3 separate regions of the Sus scrofa genome follow, and regions 1 and 3 are each linked to region 2. The links are chromatin contacts, called in public HiChIP or PLAC-seq maps. All regions are on one chromosome and are shown on one strand. The core of a region is the stretch at or near the end of the contact, and the rest is flanking DNA. Distances in the headings are between cores, read along the strand shown. Region 1 holds the start of HAUS4 (HAUS augmin like complex subunit 4). Region 2 holds the start of ACIN1 (apoptotic chromatin condensation inducer in the nucleus). Region 3 holds the start of LRP10 (LDL receptor related protein 10).

Region 1 (2,874 bases), core at 155-2,654, 130 kb before region 2:
GTGGCTCTGGCGTAGGCCGGTGGCCACAGCTCCGATTCGACCCCTAGCCCGGGAACCTCCATATGCCGCGGGAGCAGCCCAAAGAAATAGCAAAAAGACAAAAAAATAATAATAATAATGCGGCTGAGCCTGGCCAGGTGGACATGCGCTGTTGGCGTTTTGCCAGAACACGGAGAACACTGAAAAGAGTGACATCAACACAAAGGGGCAGTAAAGATGGTCAGAGGGTGGACCCCTGAGGCAAAATTCTTCCCTTGACATGACTCCCCCCACCTTTTTTTGGCTCCACCCCGCCTCTCTGTAAAGTATCAAATCCCAAAGGGCAGCTGAGCCTCCCAAAGCAGAACAGACACAGGTTATTATGATTTAACACTTCATGTTCACAGAACATTTGGTTTACTCCCTCGTTTTATGAGTAACATCAAAGTAAGGACTCATTTGTTTTGTAACATGGTCCAGAGGGGGACGCAGTTGAGGAGGCAGAACTCTAGGACTTAATTTGCAGCTCAGCTGTTGCTTCTGTGTGAATTTAAGGGAAATGCTTTTTTTGTGCCAAATTTTCCCCACCTGCAAAACTGAGATAACGATTCCTGCCTTGGATGAGACATTAAGAATTAATAACAATCGACTTGTCAACAAAAGCCACTACTTAGTTAAGCTCAGTGTTTTAGCAATTCTGTTTATCACGGATCTAAGCCTGCAAGTAAATTTTGCAGGCAAACTTCATCCACGGAAATGAGGACCAACTCAAATTTCAAAAACGCTAGCTGTTCTTCCCTCCCTAGGGGAACTGCCCACTTGGGGTTTTTTAGGGTACTTTTCTTTACCCTTTTAAAGTGTTACAGGGCGGGAACGGTGGCGGCAATCAGGCTCCATTCTCCACCCTTTGCACTCAGACGTGTGAAAACGCTGCTGCAAGGACCTAAGCATTTAAATGTTCTGACTCAGGCGTCTTTTAAATTCTTAGAGCTGTCTTTACACGCTGCACTGAACGTTAAATTGATTTTACAGGTATTTTCACAAGATGTGACCCTTAAAGGGCCCGAGATGAATCAAAATGCGGAGCGGGCTCTCTGGCGCCTACTTTTCTTCCGTCTGGGCGGCCAAGGATTCCCAAGGGCGAGCGCGGTCTCGGTGGCGGGAGACTGCGGACTGGCTGGATTGACCCTCCTAGCGTTCCTCCTCCCCGCAGCGCCGCCCGCTGACCCTCCGAGGCAAACCTGCACAGCATGCGGCAGCTGAAGCTCCAGAGGCGATGCCGAGGGGGCTGGAGTGGGCAGGCCAGTGGTGGCAACACCAGCCCCCCGCCCACGCCCGGGGTCCGGAACCTCTCCCTGCGGCCCAGCGCAGAGGCTAGGAGCTAGGCACCGGAGAACCTCGCGGGACCGTCGGGGGCGGGGATAATGCCGAAAGCGCGTCGGAGGGGCGGGGCCACGCTCTAGGCGGGAACGGCAGGCTCCGCCCCTCGCCGGGCGTGCAACCCCTTAGACCCCAACAGCCTGTGACCAGTTTTGAAGCAAGACGTCTTTGCTTCTTCTCCGGGTACCGTCCCCATGTCGAGGGCAAACGCTGAGAAGCTGGTAATAATTGCTAGCTCTTATTGAGGGCCCACGATGAGTCAGACACTATGTCAAGCCTTTGACTTGCCTCGCCTCGCCCCGCCCCCGTTTAGTTCTTAACAGCGTCTATGAGAAAGTCACTATCATACCCATTTTACAGAGGGGAAAACTAAGGCGCAAAGAGGTTAGGAGGCATGTTCAAGGTCGCAGCTGGCAGAATGTAAACCTGACCCAAGGGCCCTCTGAATTTTCCCAGACCGGCCGCCCATTCCAAGCCTGCCTGCAGGTCTCTTGCTCAAGTGCTGCCAGCCCTTCTACTTGGGCGGGCTTCCTCTCCAATTTCTTCCCTCATGCTTCTCCTCTGCCCTCTCCTTTACGTCTCTTTCATTAAAAATGTCTTTTTAAAAAATATATGGAGTTCCCGTCGCGGCTCAGTGGTTAACGAATCCAACTAGGAACCACGAGGTTGCCGGTTCAATCCCTGGCCTTGCTCAGCGGGTTAAGGATCCAGCATTGCCGTGAGCTGTGGTGTAGGTTGTAGACGCGGCTCGGATCCCGCGTTGCTGTGGCTCTGGCGTAGGCGGGCAGCTACAGCTCCAATTAGACCCCTAGCCTGGGAACCTCCATATGCTGCGGGAGCCACCCAAGAAATGGCAAGAAAAAAAAAAAAGTCAGTATAGACGTTTATTGTTTGCTTAACAAGAAGTGCAGAAGTGGGGGTCCTAAGCCTTTTTAGTAGCAACCTGGTATCAAAGTTGTTTGCAGGTCTCTTTGCAATCCCCTCGTGGTCACAAAGTGGCTTCAGAAGTCCCAGAAGTACATGATCTCAACAGCATCCCAAACAGGCAGTAAGAAGAAGAGCCTTCTTCTATGACAGGGAAGAAAGTCTTTCCTGGAAGCACCCAGCAGGCTTGCCCATACCTCTCATTGGCCTGACTGGGTCACCTGCCCACCTCTAGACCAATGAGCAGGATGTCTTCCATTTGGCCCCCCAGATCCACATCTGCTCTTCAACACCCTATGTGGAAAGGAAGGACTACCTAGGAAGTTTAGAGTTCTCATGTTCCCTGACTGGGTTCAGCCAATGGGGGAATCTCAGCAGGAGGTGGGAAGGAGAGAAAACAGTGATGGGAGGAAGACAGTTTCCTTGTCCCTGACTTCCTCTCTGGGCTTGACCTCAGGCTGACTATGGACTTTGACCAAATGTCATCACACCTCTCAAGGGGGTCCCCCTACCTCTCTCTGGGTTAACTTCACCCCATCCTTTTTGCAAAGTCAACCGGAATCCAGTCATTAGATGAATTATCAGTATTAT
Region 2 (2,984 bases), core at 291-2,790:
CTCATTCATCTTCACAAGACCCCTAAAAGTGGCCATGGTCACTGCTCTCAAATGTACAGGTGTGAAATGCAGGCACATAGGGAAAATCAGTGACCTGGCTAGGCAATAAAATCAGTGACAGAACCAGTGCTACAATCCCTATTATCTTCTGCACTTCTGACTAATGTCCCTTCTAAATTTGGCCCTTCACTTCAAATAATTAAATTAGATTCAAAAATACATGAAACCAAAAAGGTTTTGGCCTGAATGAATTACTTGGTCAGTTACCCAGGAACAGGTCTACTTGAGTGAACTTGTATTGTTTCCAAGAGAGTGGCTCCTAGATTTGTCATATTTATAAGAATTTCAAAGAGGAGGCTACCGAACAAAATGACCAAAGATTCTATAAACTGTGGTCTGATCCAATACACATACGAAACTGTCAGCTTCAGTATAAGCAACGGTTTGCCAACGTAACCCTGAGCCAACCCAGCCCGAATTTGTACTATTCGGCCACGTACCCTAACCAGCACTAATTAAAACCGAGATCCTCACCTCCCCTGCGTCTACAAACCTCTACACATCAATCCATTCACCTACCTCTTGACAATCCCACCTTAATGCACAAAACCAGCCTGTCTCACCTCTCTCATCAATATTCACCAAACTCTTATCCACTCAAATTGCTTCTGGAAGCCCTATAAAGTATACACTCCTCCCTAAGCAAGTCCCTTCAAATCAAGGTTTCTCTTCATTTCACCTAATCTAATCAACTAGACTCCCCCCTCCCCCTCCACCGCTCCAATTCTATTCTTTCGGGTAAGGATACCAACCCCATCAACCCCTCCACCCAACTATACCCCTAACTCCGACCCAGCCCAACTCGCCCCCCTCAGGCCAGCAACGCCGATGGTTGTAGTGGGATTTAACTCCTTCCGCAGCGCATGCGCCGAGACCATAGACACAAACAAGGAGGGGGTGGGGGAAGGAGGAAGGAGCTTAAGACACTCTAGGAGAGTAGCGCACACCCTCCCATTTTGGGCTCGCGCCGCTACCGTTAAGGCGGGAACCGGCGCTATCTCCACTCCAGAGCGAGCCTCGCCAACCACCGTGCGCGCGGATCCGGAGGCTCGCGCTGGCGGCCTGAGCTCGCTCGCGCCGAGCCCGGACACTGCGCCTGCGCCGCGACAGAGACTCGGCTCTACCGGGTCTGCTCCCCTCCGACACGCCGGCAACGCAGTCTCCTCACCCCTTTGAGCCGCTTGACCAGGGCACTCTTCTGCCCGCTCTTGGCTAGGCCTCGCTGTTCCAGTGCGGCCTTCAGGTCGGTCACCCGCAGCGCCTGAAGAGGCTTCCCGTCCAGAGTCACCTCCTCCAGCTCCGCCATCTTGCGTGAGGTACTCGGGTCCGTCCCGACGGCTTCGGGCATCTTCGGTAATTTCCGCCAACGCCCTTCGAACGTTCCGAGCTGACCCCGCCCACTGCTAGAGTCAACCCCTCGATTACCACTTAGAATTCCCCGAATTCCTTCGGAACTGCTCGGGTGTTTCCGTCTTCACATCGGCACCAATCGGTTTTCTCCATCCTACCGGCCGCTCCTCCCTCCCTCGTGCTGCTTTCAGAGCTCGGTTCGCTTCGTCTTACCGAGGCTTTGAATCGAATCTGTTCGGAAGCTCTCGACTCTGGCATACCCATAATCGGAGTTATTCGGCTATCTCCGGACCTAAGGATGAGGCGCTAAGGCACTTGGGTGTTTGGGGCTGGTCCGGGACCGGAAGTGCGTGGGTTTCCGGGCTGGCCCTCTTTAGGGTTTTCAGGAAACCGGGAAGCGGCGGCGATGGTAGGATAGCGCTGTTGTGACGGTCTCCGGGTCCTCTGTGAGAGGAAACGGGAGGTAAGCGGGGTAAAAGTACCTCCCTGGGCCGAGTCAGACTCGGTGTTTGCGGGCTAGTCAGTAGGGCAAGCTTCCCATTCCCCTAGGGAAACAGCTGCCACCCCCCCACCCTCCGAAACCCTGCCACTCCCAGCTAAGGCTGTGTTGCTTTTTGGGACCTCGGAATGCTAGGCTCTGTAGCCTCCAAAGTTGACCGTGTCTTTGGACCCGGCTTGTCAACCAATTCATAATCATTGAACTTAAGTTTACCGTGAAAGCCATATCGCAAGACTCGGAAAAAGTTCTCCCTTTCCACGAAATAGAGAAGAAAATTCCCTTAGGAAGAATTGCTTCTTGTAGGGCCACTGTGAAAAAGGCAACGTCACTGGGAATGTTTTGGTACTGAACTGACGTAAATTGCTTCTGGCTTCCTTTTCTTTGTCACTGCAGATACTCCAATTTACAGCGGAAGAAATACAAACAGTAAAATAGGTCACAGACAAGTATTTTAAGGTTTTCATTGTTAGAGATTCAAACTGAGATTTGAAAACAATTCAAGTTGGCTGACCTTCCAGTTGCATTAGTGATGCGGATCAGTGGCAAGGCATCAATAGATATTATATTAAACATGAAAGAAAATTGTTCAGACATGAATTGTCACACATCAACAGCAGTAGAACACTTGTTAGAGCCCTAAACCACCAAACCAACTAGACTTTTTTCGGTCCTGAATAAACAACCACTTGGCTTTTTCTGTTTTTCTTACTTTGTTAATCTTATTTTGGGCAAGGTGCCCTCACTTAATCTGCTCTTTAATTTTTCCTGATGCTTTACAGGAAATAGAGGAAAATAAGGGGGTTATGAAGTTCTTGGCATATTTCAGAGGTTACATGCACATTGCAGAGAAGGCTCTTTCATCATACAGGATGTTTTTCCTTTCTTCTTTTCCCCCACTGTTGATAGCTTTGGAATGATTAGCACCTGAACCTCAACTAACTGCTTGATAAATTTAAAAATATGTACCTTTTTTTTCATTTTAGGCAAGATGTGTTGGACCTATATATTTATTTTGGGGGATAGGGGGTTCCTCAGCATGCAGAAACTCCCAGGCTAGGGATCGAACCTGTGCCCC
Region 3 (2,933 bases), core at 366-2,865, 210 kb before region 2:
CGTCAATCTCAAGGGCTGCAGTAGGAAGCATAGAGACCCAGGAACCAAGTTTCCTTGGCATGGGACTGAGGGCCAAGTGAAAGAAGAGCCTTTTTATGGCCAAGTCTATGGCCCTGCTGAGATCCCAGTTTTGAACACATCAAAACTGATGGCAACAACAAATGTCATGAACAGAAAACTGTTTGTAGAGAGGAGAGAGTGGTAAGGCTCTGAATGAACTCTGTCCAGAGTCAGATCACCCAGGTTCTCTAGCTCTCTCTGTTTCAACATTTACTAGATCCATGATCTTGGGCAATACTAAACTTCTCTGTGCCTAAGTTTCCCTATCTGTAACATGTGAGTAACAATAATAACTACCTCACAAGATGGTGGAGAGAAGTAAAAGAGCAAATATTTGAAAAGTGCTTAGATTTATGCCTGAAATGTGAAAAAAAGCTCAAAAAGTATTTGCTATTATTGTTGTTTACTATTATTACCTATAAGTGCCACAGGGAATCGGTAACCCCAAGCCCACCTAAATCAGAAATAACTCCTGTAACTAATAATAATCATTGTAAGCAGGTATGAAGCACTTCCTAGATGCTCAACTTACATCATCTCCCTAAATGATGACAACAACCTTAAGAAGTATTGTGCCATTATTAACTCCATTTAACAGAGTTAATGCACAGAGAGGTGAAATGATTTTCTCAAGGTCACATAGCCTGCAAATAGCCAAGGTACAATTATTCGTTTATTGAGTTACTGTGTCTCAGCAGGAGAGAAGCCTTGTGGGTGCAAAGGTAAACAGTCTAGGCCTCAACCTACAGGAAGTTTCAGTTTCCACAGAAGGGGCGGGGCGGGGGCGGGAAAGACGAGTAAACAAATATTTATAACACCGGGTAGTAATTGCTGTAATAGAGGCTCACGACAAAAAGTGTTACCGGATGTCAGACACCGGGACAAGAAAAGTACTGAGAGCTTAAGGAGCCAAAGGAAAGACATAACAATTATGGAATATGCAATTGTCTTCTGACAAATGTGTCCTGTAACCCATGTGTTACACGGGAAGTACTAAACAAAGCAGAGTTACAAGTGGAGGCTGAGCGCCCTGAGAGCCCGAGGGACAAGGCGCGGTAGGACCTGAAAGGGGTTAAGATGGGAAGGTGGGCGTGGTAAGCGTTGATTGGCAGGGGTGGGGCCAGGCTCGTCACCCTCCCCCTCCTCCACCCGGGTTCCTCCAACCCCTGGGCTGGCTGGGGTACAGCCAGGGCGAGGGCTCGAGCGCTGGGCCGAGTCGCCAGTCCCCTCCTCCCCAGCTCCTCTACCCGCGTTCCGGGGCTGGAGGCGCTGGAGAAGTTGGGCAGCGCCCGGGCCGGCTCTGGGCGCTGACAGTCGGCAAAGTTTGGCCCGAAGAGGAAGTGGCCTCAAGCCTCGGCAGGTGGCGGCCAGGCCTGGACCCGGACGTTCGCGGCCTGCGGGCGGGCTCTAGGCGAGGGCGCGCCCCAGCGCTGGACTTCGAGCCAACTCCCTGGGCTTCGGGGGTCAGCCTCTGGAGAGAGCGCTGCGGCGGCCGGGGAGAACAACTCCAAAGTTGGCGAGAGGCACCGCCCCGGTTCCCGGGCCGCCGCCGCCCCCCACCAGCCCCCAGCCCTGGCATCCGGAGCCTCGGTCGAGGAGTCTGGGCCATGGAGCCCCCTCGGGGAGGCGGCACTGAGGAGCCAGGATACCCGGAGTGGCGCCGCCTCCCCACTGGGTAGACGATCGAAGCTCCGGGACTCTTCCTGCGCCTCGGGACGGCTCACGATGCTGCCGGCCATCCTTCTCCTCCTGGGTAAGAAATCGAAACGAGGCTACTCGCCCGGGACCCCGCTCCCAGGGCTGTCACCGCGCCCAGGTCCTCTAGCTCCCTTCCCCCTATGGGGCCTCTCACCCCTACCCTGTCCTCCCCTGCCCCGCGGCCCCTGCCGTCGCCTTGGTCGCTGCCTGCCCCAACCCTCGGGAAATCTACAGCCGCTCCCCTCGGCCCTCATACTCGCTCTGGCTTCCTTAGATCACCGTACCCATCCTACAAGCCGCACTGGAGGACCTTCCTTTGAGGTCACACACCGCTGCCTCCCCCTGTTCCACCACCCTTCTCGTAAACTACCCGGAAGCCGCCGATGGTTCCCTTTCCTCCTTGAGAAGCTCAGGTGGAGAAAACTCCGAAGTGTGACTCTTGCCCTTTCTCGCTCTTCCTCTAGGAGGCGCTCTGGCCCACCAAGACCGGATCCTTTTCCCAAATCATGGTGAGTAGAGGATGCCTCTGGGGTCCCATGGGCTTGGTAATGAGAGAGCACCCTAGAGAAAGACTCTCTTCCTTGACTTCCTCTGGTACCTTCCATAGTTTTCGAGTGGAGATCAGCCATCCTCTGTTTTACAGACAGAAACTGAAACCCAGCGTGGGCCCTCACTTGGTAGTTATGTACTATTTGCCCCCCCAATATCCATCCTTGATTCGCCTCGCCCAAATGTAATCTCCTTGAGGATAGAGATCGTATTTCCCGTTCCTCCTGGCCCAGTGGTTGGCACAAAGCAGACCTCATTTTGTTTGTGGTGTTGATACCTAAGGTGGAACAACGATGAGTGTGGTGAGAAGGGGAGCCCACTGACGACTCTGCCTCCAGAGTGTGTGTGGCTGGGAAGGGGGAGTTTCTGTGCTCCTTCTTGAAGAGCCCAGGCCCTTGGAAGCATGAAGCCTGGGGAGGAGTGGCATGGTAAGAGGCTCGCAACTGATGTCCTTACCTTCCTCTCTCCAGCCTGTGAGGACCCCCCAGCAGTGCTTTTGGAAGTGCAGGGCACCATACAGAGGCCCCTGGGCCGGGACAGCCGCATCTCCCCTGCCAACTGCACCTGGCTCATCCTGGGCAGCAAGGAGCAGACTGTAACCATCAGGTGAGAAGCGGGGCAAGACC

What was found. HiChIP or PLAC-seq counts read pairs in DNA pulled down with a chosen protein or histone mark.
Region 1: an H3K27ac HiChIP or PLAC-seq map of alveolar macrophages shows a contact between it and region 2. The contact joins the promoter of HAUS4 here to the promoter of ACIN1 in region 2. A contact is called at or near these places in 1 of 5 promoter capture datasets (liver), 3 of 47 Hi-C or Micro-C datasets (adipose tissue, blood and omental adipose tissue) and 2 of 2 datasets of contacts at active chromatin or transcription factors (alveolar macrophages and skeletal muscle).
Region 3: an H3K27ac HiChIP or PLAC-seq map of alveolar macrophages shows a contact between it and region 2. The contact joins the promoter of LRP10 here to the promoter of ACIN1 in region 2. A contact is called at or near these places in 1 of 47 Hi-C or Micro-C datasets (heart right ventricle) and 1 of 2 datasets of contacts at active chromatin or transcription factors (alveolar macrophages).

The regions. Positions count from the first base shown.
Region 1 is chr7:76,084,310-76,087,183 of Sscrofa11.1, reverse strand. HAUS4 (HAUS augmin like complex subunit 4) reads right to left here and starts at 1,404. Exons shown (of 9, transcript NM_001244156.1): 1 at 1,221-1,404.
Region 2 is chr7:75,949,759-75,952,742 of Sscrofa11.1, reverse strand. ACIN1 (apoptotic chromatin condensation inducer in the nucleus) reads right to left here and starts at 1,540. Exons shown (of 19, transcript XM_021099243.1): 1 at 1,229-1,540. The coding sequence starts at 1,408. It overlaps C7H14orf119, which reads left to right and starts at 1,696. Exons shown (of 2, transcript XM_003128551.4): 1 at 1,696-1,873.
Region 3 is chr7:76,157,187-76,160,119 of Sscrofa11.1, reverse strand. It overlaps LRP10 (LDL receptor related protein 10), which reads left to right and starts at 1,615. Exons shown (of 7, transcript NM_001143715.1): 1 at 1,615-1,813; 2 at 2,223-2,267; 3 at 2,778-2,913. The coding sequence starts at 1,786.